Linked DNA regions of Macaca mulatta: region 1 is linked to region 2. The links are chromatin contacts, called in public Hi-C maps. All regions are on one chromosome and are shown on one strand. Each heading gives the region's core, a stretch centred on a gene start, on an enhancer-like site or on the middle of the called end of the contact. The rest is flanking DNA. Distances are from core to core; before and after follow the strand shown.

Region 1 (6,075 bases), core at 821-3,320, 250 kb before region 2:
ATTATATAGACTTCAAATGTCGGTGGTCATTCACAAAGTTTCATTGGAATGTGGCCCATTTATCCAGCTGCATCATCTACAGCTGCGTTCACAGAGCTGAGGCCTTACGGCAAAGCCTGAAACACAAACCATCCCGCCCTTTAAACACATGCCACCCGGCACAACGCAGACCGCCCGGCACAAACGCACACCGCCCAGCACGCACACTGTTCAGCTGGGTGCCTCCTGATGCGGGAAGGAAGGGAAGGCCTAGAGCTCGGGACATCTCCCAGCCCCTCCTGAATGCTCCTCTTCCCAGCTCCTGGCCCCACATAAACCATTGCGAATCGGATTTCCTGGTGCATGCTGCAAAACCTGACCTGAAATTTTCTATTAAAATGTCAACACTCCATTACGCTATAAACAATCTGTAAGTTCTCGTTTTACAAACGCAGGATACAGGATAATGAGTGTCCTCGACTTATGCTCCACCCTCCGAGGAGAAGTTCTGCTTCCCCCATGAATCTCTGGCTGCCTGAGGGTGACTTGCAGAGATCCTGGGAGGCGTATTCCCCGGAGGGAGAAGTGAACAGGGGTGGACATACCCTAAAGGCGATGGACCAACTCGCCTATCAGCAAGCTCTATTCTCTCCCTTCGCAAAGTCCAACAGCAAAGAAAAAGACACACGTTTCTCTCTAAATCACATATGTGCACTCAGGAAACGGGAATGAAGAGAGAAGCACCAAGCACGGAGCAGTGATGGGTCTGCAACGCCACGCGCCCCAAACCCAGAACATGACCACCCATCAGAGCTGGGTACTGCAGGGCCCTGAGAAAATGTCCTGGGTGTGTCCTCGGGTGGTTCTCTCCCAGGTCGGGGCAGGAAGGCAGGGCCCTGTGTGTGTCCTGGGCTCTGTGGGCCAGTCAGTTACTGTGAGTTACTAAACCCTAAGACATACTTGCAAATTTTCTTCAGTTCCTTCATTTTCTCAGGATTTAGTCTGGGTTCTCCTGAAGTTGTGAGCTCTTCTACCAACTTCGAAAGTTTCTGATCCATATCTAGAAATAGGTAAGGCACAAATGCTAAATCACCATCTGTATTTTATAGCTCTTGCTGTTATTAACGTGTTTACTGGGCTCTACTATAAACCGAAAGTTCCGGGAGGACCCTGAGCCTGGGGTCCATCTGCCGTTACCTCTGGGGGCGCCTCTCTGGGAAATGTGTCCGGCAAGGCCTTTACAGCGGTGATTACGGTCAGTTTTAAAAGTGAACCTTCAACTCGGGACCTCTACAATCCCCTGCGTGTGGGACGCTGCACTGAGGGCCGTGCGTTAAGAAGCAGTGGCACTGTCCAAATCAGCTTTTGCCTAACGTGACTGTTGCTGTTTCCCTTATTCACTGATTCCGCAGGGCAGCCTCCAGCAAGGCTGCAGAGGCCAAAAGGAGCCAAGAAATTCTGAGATCAATGAAAGTCGCGCCCGGAGGCCCAGGGTCGAGCACCGCGGCGTGCAGGGTGGGAAGAGGCGAGAGCCTGCAGCACTGCCAGGAAAAGGCCGAAGGACCCGGAAGGAAGCGCCAGGGGAGGCCGGGGCGGAGGCTGGGGAGCTGCGCCCTACCCGGGGAAAGCAGCGGCCCGGCGGGGCCCGCGCGAGGCTGGGGCCGCGGGGTCGCCCTCGCACAGCGGCTGCACCGGGCGGGCGCGCAGCTTTCGGCGGTGCTCGGGGGCTGCGGCCTGTCACTCGGCCCTGGGCCCGCCCTCCGGCCCCGCCGCCGGCGCTCTCGAAGACACGGGACACGCTCCGCCCGCAGGTCTCTGCCCGGCGCCCGCAGAGCCGCCGGTGCTGAAGCTGCTCGACCCCCGCCCCCCAGCGCAACCACAGCCCCACCTACCGCTGACTCGGCGCTCGCCTCGCCCCGCCCCTTCCGGCGGGCGGACCGCCCCTCCTGTCAGGTGCCCAAGAGCTCTACAGCCATTGGCTGTCCCTGGGCCGGACGCATCAGGAGCTGGGGTCACCACGGCGACGACTGCACCTACCTCTTGACGCGGCCGTTCTCGCTGTTGCCCCATCCTTTCCGGCAAAGGCCCCGCCCCTATCACGTGCTCTGAGCTCGGCAGCCAATGGCTCACCCTGGCCGAGGAGGCGCAGGCGCAAAGACGCGGCCGAGGTCTGCGCGGTGACGTAGGCGCGCTCCCGGCGGGGGCGGGGCAGCCTGGGATGGGAGACGCGCTAGAAAAGAGGCGGGAGGGCGCAGAAAGTCCTTAAAGGGGCTGCGGTGTGCGGGCGCCGGGGGCGGGGCCGGCCCGGAAACTGAGGCCGAAAGGAAGTTCCGGTCTGGGCGTCAACGCCACGCCTGCCCGGACTTTCGCGGCCAGGTCCCTTCCCCTGCGGAGGGCCGGTGAGGACTGCCCAGGCGGGAGGGCGCGGGTCCCTGGACCCTGGCGCCCTGGACCCCGCGGCGCCTGCCCGCTCGGGCCCGAGAAGGGAACCCCTGGGCGGGCTCGGGGTTCTTCGGGGCCCAGCTCGGCGCCAGACACACAGCAGATACCCCTGGGCCCGGGCTGGCCCCGGGCAGAATGAGGAGCAGAGGCGCCGTCCGTCCTGCCGCCGAGGTCCGCAGCCTGGAACGGAGGGGAGTGCGAGGCCGGCTGCGGACGGACCGACCTGGAGGTGGCTCAGGAGGAACGCGGTGTGCACCCCACTCGCGGGGCGCCCGGCACAGGCCACGCAGAGCAGACGCCCAACTGGGCGTCCGGGGCTGGGTGCATGGCGGGGGCCGCCGCCGGCGGGGCGGCGGGCCGGGGTTTCTTTTTCGGGGGGATGGGCATGCCCTTGCATTAGAGTGGTGGTAGCTCACAACCCTGTTAATCGTGTTTTTGTAGGGTGGGTTTCTCAGTAAAGCAGTTCTTTTAAAAAAGAAAAGAAGAGGGACTCCCTGCGCCGCCCCTCTCTGCAGCACCAGCCTCTGTCCCTGGGCGTCAGTGGCTCCCAGCTCCTAGCCTGCAGGCACCCTGAGCCGCTCCCCCGCCTCACCCCTTCCTCACCCAGCCTCTTGCTTCACTGAGCAAGCTGGAGCCAGATCCTCCCTCAGCGCCCCTTGCCCTGTGCACCCAATCGCCGGCCTGTGGCTTCCTCCAAGGCACCCATCCAGCAGTTTCCCTCTGTGTTCTACAGCAGGTTTTTTTGTTGTTATTAGTTCTCATTAGCATAAAAGGGTGCCGTTTCTCCCATACTAACAAAACCCTCTCTTTATCCGACTTCTCTCACCAATTGCTAAGTCCAGTTTCTTTTACACTGCCCCGGGGTGTCCTCTCAGCCCTCAGGCTCTACAGCACAGCCAAGCTGCCCGTCCACTGTCCATTGCCCTCTATCAGCTGATGGCCCTGCAGCCTTTTTTTTTTTTTTGAGACGGAGTCTCGCTTTGTCACCCAGGCTGGAGTGCAGTGGCGCGATCTCGGCTCACTGCAACCTCCGCCTCCTGGGTTCAAGGGTTCAAGCAATTCTCCTGCCTCAGCCTCCCGAGTAGCTGGGATTACAGGTGCCCACCACCACGCCCAGCTCATTTTTGAATTTTTAGTAGAGACGGGGTTTCACCATGTTGGTCAGGCTGGTCTCGAACTCCTGACTTCCGGTGATCCGCCCGGCTCGGCCTTCCAGAGTGCTGGGATTACAGGCGAGAGCCACCGCGCCTGGCCTGCCCTCATCCTGTTCGCTTGGACCAATTACCTGACTCACTTGGGCTTCTCACTTCCTCACTCCATGCCCATTTGGTTTGCAAATCCTGATAGCCCTACCCTCAGAACACATCCAGATCTGAGCAGGTCCCACTGCCTCATTGCCACTGCCAATTCCCGGCCACCCCTGCAGTGGGTCACTGCTGTCACCTCGTCTTTCACTTGTGCCCTGGTACCCCTAGACCATCATGCAGCAACCAGAGGGACCTTTGAAAGTCTAAGGTCGGATCACAGGATTGCTCCACACAGAATCCTCCTACAGCTCCCATCCCAGGGCAAAGCAAAACCTGTCGTGGCCTGTGTTTGCCGCCCACTACGTCCCACCGGTCGACTTCTCCAACCTGCTCTTGCTATCACACTGGGCCTCTGGGGAGCAGATCCTTCTGCCGGGAAGCTTCTGCCAGCATCCAGAGCTCCTTCCCCATCTCCGTCCAGCCACTGCTCATGTCTCACCCCTGAGCAAACACTTCTGCACCTTCCCGCCTCCCCGGCTCAGGACCCCCCCCCCACCCCCCCGGCCGTTTTCTTAACCTGCTCCGCTTGTTCCCAGGGCACTTCTGGCTTTGTATCACACAGACTTACTATCTTACTAGCTGATTCACTTTTTTCTCTTCACCCCTAAAACATACAGTCCATAAAAATAGAGATCTTTGTTTTGTTTCATGAAGCCAGACACAAAGTAGTGCTCAATATTTGTTGAATGCTGGATAAGATTAGAAAGCCAAGACAAATCATGATAAGAATTAGATGATATTTTATTTTTTTGTTTTCATTTGAGGCGGAGTCTTGCTCTGTCGCCCAGGCTGGAGTGCAGTGACGCGATCTCGGCTCACTGCAACCTCTGCCTCCCAGGTTCAAATGATTCTTGTGTCTCAGCCTCCCAAACAGCTGGGATTACAGGCACCCACCACCATGCCCAGCCAATTTTTGTATTTTTAGTAGAGACAGGGTTTCACCATATTGGCCAGGCTGGTCTCGAACTCCTGGCCTCAAGTGATCTGCCCACCTCAGTCTCCCAAAGTGTTGGGATTATAGGGGTGAGTCACTGCACCCAGCCAAGAATTAGAAGATACTTCTAAAAGACATTTTAAAAGAACCAACAGAAACTTTGAGATGATAAAACCCAAGCAGTATAAACAAAACCACCCAAGGCACATCTTAAATTGCAGAAAACTAGTGATAAATCTTAGAAGCAGTCAGAGTAAAAAAGGCATATGACATATAGGCACAAAGAAGCCAAAGATTTCTTGTCCCTTCCACCCCCAACAACAACAACAAAAGCAAGCCAGAAGAAAATGGAACATCTTTAAGATGGTAAAAGAAAAAATACTGTCAATCTAGAACTATATATGCAGCAGTATAGCCTTTTAAAACTGAGGTGATACAAAAGCATTTTCAGACAAAAGCTCCATGAATTATGACCAGCAGATTTGCAGTCCAGAAACTGTTATAGGATGCTCTTCAGATGAAAGGAAAATGATACCAGAGCCAAACTATAAAAGGAATGAAAAATTCTATAAATACTTTTTTTTTTTTTTTGAGACGGAGTTTCACTCGTCACCCAGGTTGGAGTGCAAATGGTGAGATCTTGGCTCACCACAACCTCTGCCCCCTGGGTTCAAGCGATTCTCCTGCCTCAGCCTCCTGAGTAGCTGGGACTACAGGCACGTGCCGCCACGCCCGGCTAATTTGTGTATTTTTAGTAGAGATGGGGTTTCACCATGTTGGTCAGGCTGGTCTCGAACTCCTGACCTCATGATCTGCCTCCTGGAGGTGGCAATACCGTAGATGAGAGAAGGATCGAAATCTACAGGAAGATATGCCATATTCATGGGTTGAGGACTCAATATTGTTACGATTTTTAAGTCCTTGTTATGGACTGAATTGTGGCCCCTGCCTACCAAATTCCTATGTTGAAGCCCTAACCTCCAATGTGACTTTATTTGGAGATGAGGCCTTTAAAGAGGTGAACATTAAATGGGATTCTAGGGATAGAGCCCGCATTTGATAGAACTGATGTCCTCGTAACATGAAGAGACTCCTGAGATGTGTGTGCATAGGAGGAAGTCCACCACTGGAGGACACAGTGAGAAGGGGGCCGTCTGCAAGCCCGGAGGAGAGGCCTCACCGGGAGCCAACCCTGCCAGCATCTCCTCTAGAACCATGAAGAAATAAATGTCCATTGTTTAAACCCCCTAGTCTGTGGTCTTCTGTTATGGTAGCCAAGCAAACGAATACCGTCCCTTTGGGGACGATAGGTTCACTGCAGTTTCAGTGAAAATCCCAGCACACTTTTTTTTTTTTTTTTTTTTTTTTTTTTTTTTTGAGACGGAGTCTCGCTCTGTCGCCCAGGCTGGAGTG
Region 2 (6,266 bases), core at 2,937-5,436:
CTGTAAATAAGGTTTCTCCCCCCTCTGGCTGCTCAAGATTTTATTATTAGTGTTTGCTTCTCTGCAGTTTTAATGATATTCCTAGCTGTAGCTTTTTGGTTTCATCTTGGGGTTGAGGGGATTTCATGAGGGGGTGAGGGGATTAATCCTGTTTGGTATACTCTGAGCTTCCTGAATCTATGGCTTGGTATCTGATATTAATTTGGGGAAAAATTCTCAGTCATTATTGCTTCAAATATTTCTTCTTTTCTTTTCTCTGTTTCTCTTCCATTCGGTATTCCCATTATGTGTCAAGTTACACCTTTTGTAGTTGTTCCACAGTTCTTGGGATATTCTGTGGGGCAACAGTAGTGGGAGAGTGTTTTCTCCATACTATCCCTGGATACTTTTAAATATTTGTCAATCTGACAATGAACAAGGGCAATCTTACTGTAGTTTGAATTTTTTAATTACTAGCAAGGCTGAATATTTTTCATGTTTATTAGCCATTTGATTTCTTGTTTAGGAATGGCACAATTTTTTACTAGATAATATATAGATGAGATTTATTTTTAAGAATGGAAACTAGGAAATAATAAACTCAATCTACGGAAATCCTTAATTCTAGGTAATATTGTCGAAGCTATATGGCCCGCAAGGGACATTCTATTTTACTTCACATTCACCTGGTGAACACATCATTTGCTTAGAATCTAATTCTACGAGGCTTGTGTCATTTGGAGGGAATAGGCTGGTAAGTACATGCTCCCCATGTCCTTGTTGATGAACACAGCGTCAGCACTATTCAAGCATGACACTGGTATGCAGATCCATTACACTCAAACTGGCTAGAAACTTATTAAAGTCCTATGCCCAGATCTCATCGCAGCAACCAAAGAGGGAGCTGGAGAGCTTGGAAGGGGTTCAAAGGAGAGCCATGAAGTTGATTAAAGGGTTGAAAAATAAGAGCCGTGAGGGAAGGTTAAAAGAACTGTGATTATTCAGGCTTGAAAACAAGTGAAGGCTGAAGAGTGAATTAATAATGGAATTCTAATAAATAAAACTCTTACACGGTAGATGGTGATTGGCTGTTTTCTAAATGTGTTCAGAACTGATGAAAACAATTTGTACTTTAGCATAAGAAATTTAGTTATATGTAAAGAAAATTTCCCTCAGAACGTTAATCAAATTTTCTCCAAACCAAAGTCATTTACCTAATAGTTAATTTGATGTTCAGGAAGGTATAAATATACTGTAAGGTCAGTAATTTACCATTTAATGCATTATTATTACAAGAAAGACTACCAAGTAGAACAAGGAAGAATGGCACTGAGGGAAAAAAGGGAGCTGAAGAGTGAAGTAGCGCCCTGCTTATGAAAAGGGGGAAGGGAGAAAAAGGAAGGACGGAGGAATGGGAGGATACAAGAGTGAGAAAGTAAGGAAAAAGAGTGGAGCTGTTTTTAAAAACATGCCATTTTTTCCTTTTTACTGTTTGTACAGAGGATCCACTTAGATATTCGAGTTGGAGAACACGACCTTGATGCGGCCATTGCTCAAGCAAAGGACAAAGTTAATGAACTTACCTTCAAGCTTGAATATCTAATTGAACAAATTGGGCAAATAGTCAAAGAACAAAACTATCAAAGGGTCAGTCTGCCTATTCAGCTTATTTTATCTCTTGCTACTAGCAACGCATTTCTCAATGCAAAGCCCCTGGACCAAGGAAAGAATGAACTGCCTGTTCCTCACTCTTTCTATCTGAGGTGGACTCACAGGGACTGGAGAGAGCAATTTTTCTTCACTCTGTCTGCTGGACCATGAGCTCCTCTAGGAAAGAGAATTTCAGTTCATTCATCTTTTTATGCCCTGTGCCTAACAAAGTCCCCAGCAGCACAGGGTGTGAGCTTGCAGAATGAATAAATGCTTCCAAATGCATCCTATATATTTGTAGAGACTCGTGTGTACTCACTTTCCAAATCACAATTTTATTCTTATAACATTAGGTGCTTTTTGAGTCACTACACTAAGTGGATGTTGGTCAGATATGGGCTTAAATCTCATCTACACGTCAGTAATCTGTGTCATCTCTAAGCTTCAGTTTCCTTACCAGGTAGATAAGGACAGGTATGATAAGCAAATAAGGCATGCAAGTGCTTGGTCTAATGCCTGGCATAAAAGCTGGACTCAAATGATGAAATCTACCACTACTGGGTAATGTTCACTTTGCCTGATGGTAGCAAATAAGATATATAAATAGGTCAAATTCCTGATATTTTACACCAAAATACAAAAACATCTTTTATAAGGTTGATTTTTACTCTCTTATACTTGGCTAAACAATGGCTTCTGGTTTAGAAAAGCAGACTGCACGGATACATTGGTGTAAGGTATTAATTGGGTAATATTAAATACCTTGAATGCCCACAACAACCCTCTCCTCAAAATCATGAGTTAAGTACTTTATGACACTAAACCTGTCTATTTCTTTTTCGCACAGGACCGTGAAGAAAATTTTCGGATGACCAGTGAAGACACAAATAGCAATGTTTTATGGTGGGCTTTTGCACAAATACTAATCCTTATCTCAGTCGGAATTTTCCAAATGAAATACCTGAAAGACTTCTTTATAGCTAAGAAGCTTGTTTAAAATATTATCAATAAGGACAAATAATTTGCACAATGTTTGAGTTAATAAATCAAAATACCTGCATAAATGTGTATTCCTTTTATGATTTCAAAGATACCAGAGATTGAAATTAACATTATATCATTATAACATTGATAGAATCCTTTTATAATATAGCTTCTGAATTTGACAGATCAGGCACCTCATCCTGTTCTTACTTATTTTTGAGACAGAGTCTCGCTCTGCTGCACAGGTGCCCTAAGGCTCACTGCAGCCTCGACCTCCAGGGCCCAAGTGATCGATCCTCCCACCTCAGTCTCCCGAGTAGCTGGGACCCCAGGCACCCACCTCCACACCCAGCTAATTTTTGTAGAGAGGTGGTTTTGCCATGTTGCTGGTCTTGCTATTTTAAACTTGGTAGAGATCAGCACTGTCTAACAGAAATAAAAGTGGGCTACATATATAATTCTAATTTGTTGTTGTTGAGACAAAGTCTCACTCTGTTGCCCAGGCTGCAGTGCAGTGGTGTGACTTCGGCTCACTGCAACCTCCGCCTCCTGGGTTCAAGGGATTCTCCTGCCTCAGCCTCCTGAGTAGCTGGGATTACAGGCGCCTGCCACCATGCCTGCTAATTTTGTATTTTTAGTAGAGAGGGGGTTTTACTATGTTGGCCAGGCTGGTCTCGAACTCCTGACCTCAGGTGATTCGCCCGCCTCAGCCTCCCAAAGTGCTGGGATTACAGACGTGAGCCACCGCACCCAGCCCATACGTAATTCTGTGTTTCCTAGTCTCCACATTGAAAAGGATTTTTTGAAAGGGTAAAATCAACGCTAGTGATATATTTAACCTAATATATCAAAAATATCACTTTAACATGTAATCAACATAAAATTACCAAGACGTTTTTCACACGAGGCCCTGGAAACAGCTGTATGGGCGCAGGGGCCACTTGGCCCGCAGCTACGGAGAGCACTCACCCTGTGCTCTCCCGGCACAAGCACGTGCCTGAGCCTCTCCATCGGAGCTCTGCAGCGTCCCGAGGGTGGAAACTCTCAGAACCACGCGGAGGGCAATTTTATAAAAACTCACTTCCCCATGCTGGAAGCTGGAAGCAGCAAAGGTCCTTCCCAGGCTACGCCTTCTGTTTCAGAGGAAGCAGGCTCAGGCCTCCCGTGGTGAGGTCTCTGCACCAGCAGCCACCTGGTCACTAGCTCGAAAGCGCAGAGTGCGACCTAGCCCCCACCCCAACCGCCCCACCCCCACCCCACCCCAACCCGCACCGCCCCACCCACACCGCCGTCCAACCCGACCGCCTCACGGCCCCACACCCACCCCAACTCCCACATCCCCACTCCCGCTCCTGCTCCCACCCCAACTCCCACACCCACTTCTCCCTCCCATCCCGCTCCCAGGGCCCCCACACCCACTCTCCTGACTCCTCCGCGGCCCGCCCCGCACACTACCCCGGCGGCCCTGGCCTCAGGCCCAGCTCCCAGCCCTCGTGGTGGGCCTGGCCAGCATCCCCCACCCTCTCCGCGCTCCTTCTGCCCCTCCCCCACTGCGGTCGCGCCCGACGCCTCCTCAGCGCCGCCGCCATTCCCAGCGCCCGACGCCTCCTCAGCGCCGCCGCCTCAGCGCCGCCGCCGTTCCCAACGCCCGCCACCCAGGCCGGGCTTCCACAAAACACCTGAGGACCGCAAAGACAGGGACGGGACGTCGGTGCTCGCGGTGCGTTCCTCCGCCTACTCCAGCTAAAACCACCCGGGAGAGGAGTCAGACGCGCCCTCACTAGTGCTGCAGGGCCGCCCGCGGTGTTGGCGGGAGGGCGCCAGCTCCAGTGCGCGGGCGCAGAGCTGCCGTCGAGTTTGCGCAGGCGCAGAGCTGCCCGCCCGCGGGCCCAGCGCGTGGAGGCTGGTCCCAGCCTTGCGTGGGCCTCGCGTGGGCCCGGCCTCGCCGCTGCGGTCGCCTGGCTGGCATGGCCAACTGGGTGTTCTGTAATCGCTGCTTCCAGCCGCCCCAGAGGACGTCGTGCTTCAGCCTCACCAACTGCGGGCACGTGTACTGCGATGCCTGCCTCGGCAAAGGTCAGGGCGTCCGGAACGCAGGCTGGAGAGGGGAGGGGAGCGGCGGGCGGGGGCAGGGAACTCCGGGGGGCGGGGGGCTTGGGTGGGAAGGCCATGGGGGCACGTGGGGGGCCGCGGAGGAGACAGGGCGGGTGGAGAAGGGGAGGGGGCGGGGCCGCGGGGGGAGGGGGATGCCAGGGGAGATGCCAGGGGAACTCTGAGGGGAGGGGGACTCGGGGGGAGGGGCCGCGGGGGAGAGAGGGCGCGTGGAGAAGGAGGGGGTATGGGGGGGTGAGGGGCTGCGGAGATAGGGGGATTCGGAAGAGGGGCCACCAGGGAGAGGGCTCCTCTAGTGTGATGAGGGGCCGCTGAGGAGAGGGGGACACCGGGGAAGCGTTGGGGAGGGAGGTGGGGAGTGAGGGGCTGTGGGAGGGTGGGGGGAGAGGGGACCCCGGAGGTGGTGGGGGGCTGCAGGGAGGAAGGGGACGCTAGGGGAGGGGGGGGGGATGTGAGAGGTCAAGGGGGTGAAGGGGGATACCGGGGAGATGGGGGGAAGGGAGACACCAGGGGAGGAGGGCGCGGGTGAGGGGCCGCAGGCAGGAAGGGGCCACGGGGGCGGGGCGGAGGGCCGCCATGAGGAGCAGATGAGGGTGACGGCGGGGGTCAGGCCGCGAGTCCTGTCATCCCGGGGCTCTGGCTTGCAGGCTGCGGGTCCCGCCTGGAGGACCTGGGGGAGAAGGCGGGTGGACGGCAGCCTTAACGCTCGTGGAGGACTCTGGCCCTGTTCCACTGGCAGCGCTGGGCCCTGGTGTCAAGCGGACATCGCATTGTCAGGGAGGCGTTTTTCTTTCTATGAAAATTTTGTGTTGAAGTGATGTTTATGCAAGAACAAAAGCAAGAGCACAATGAGCTTTTACCAAGTGAACTTACCGGTGAAAGCAGCCAGCTGGGTGCCGGTGGCTCACAGCCAGCCCAGGGGACGCCCGCTGTGCTAACCTCCAACTTCGGAGTTGGCCTTAGACCCATGGGACCTTGGTGAATGTGGCCCTACAACCAGCCCTACAGCAAAGCCGCTTTCCGTGGCTCCCCCTCTTTCTTCCTGTTTCTCCCTTACTTTCTCTCTTTCAAGGCAGAGCTCTGCTCAGTCGCCCAGGCTGGAGTTCAGTGCAGGATCTTGGCTAACTGCAGCCTCAGCCTCCCAGGCTCAAGTGATCCTCCTGCCTCAGCCTCCGGGGTGGCTGGGGTTACAAGCATGTGCAGCCATGCACCCCTGATTTTTAAATTTTTCACAGAGATGGGGCTTCCTTTGGTGCCCAGGATGGTCTCCAATTCCTGTTCTCTAAGGATCACCCGCCTTGGCCTCCCGAAGTGTTGTCTTTGTATTTGTATGTAACTGTAGTTCATCTACTTTCATTGTTGTGTGGTATTCCATCGTATGGATACACCCCAAGTTACTTACCATTTCCACTGTCCATGGCCATCTGGGTTGTTTGCAGATTTGGCTGCAGAAATGGTGCCGCTGTGAATCTTCTCGCTCCTGTGTTTGGTGATCTTAGGTACACATTTCTGTTGGGTGTGTAACCTAGGAGTGGAGTTGT

The links. A called contact is a pair of places that touch in the nucleus more often than the background predicts.
Region 1: a contact with region 2 is called in a Hi-C map of fetal cortex germinal zone, with 4 times the contacts expected there. The contact joins the promoter of UVSSA here to the promoter of RNF212 in region 2. A contact is called at or near these places in 5 of 14 Hi-C or Micro-C datasets (CD4 T cells, cortical neurons, fetal cortex germinal zone and 2 more).

Annotation. Positions count from the first base shown.
Region 1 is chr5:1,438,816-1,444,890 of T2T-MMU8v2.0, reverse strand. It overlaps UVSSA (UV stimulated scaffold protein A), which reads right to left and starts at 2,070. Exons shown (of 15, transcript XR_013417652.1): 1 at 1,872-2,070; 2 at 940-1,039.
Region 2 is chr5:1,190,784-1,197,049 of T2T-MMU8v2.0, reverse strand. It overlaps RNF212 (ring finger protein 212), which reads left to right and starts at 4,186. Exons shown (of 11, transcript XM_078002874.1): 1 at 4,186-4,689. The coding sequence starts at 4,581. It overlaps LOC144341074 (a long non-coding RNA gene), which reads right to left and starts at 4,406. Exons shown (of 3, transcript XR_013417659.1): 1 at 4,293-4,406. It overlaps LOC144341068 (a long non-coding RNA gene), which reads left to right. Exons shown (of 5, transcript XR_013417653.1): 3 at 608-733; 4 at 1,480-1,626; 5 at 2,477-2,693. It overlaps LOC144341073 (a long non-coding RNA gene), which reads right to left and starts at 2,165. Exons shown (of 2, transcript XR_013417658.1): 1 at 1-2,165.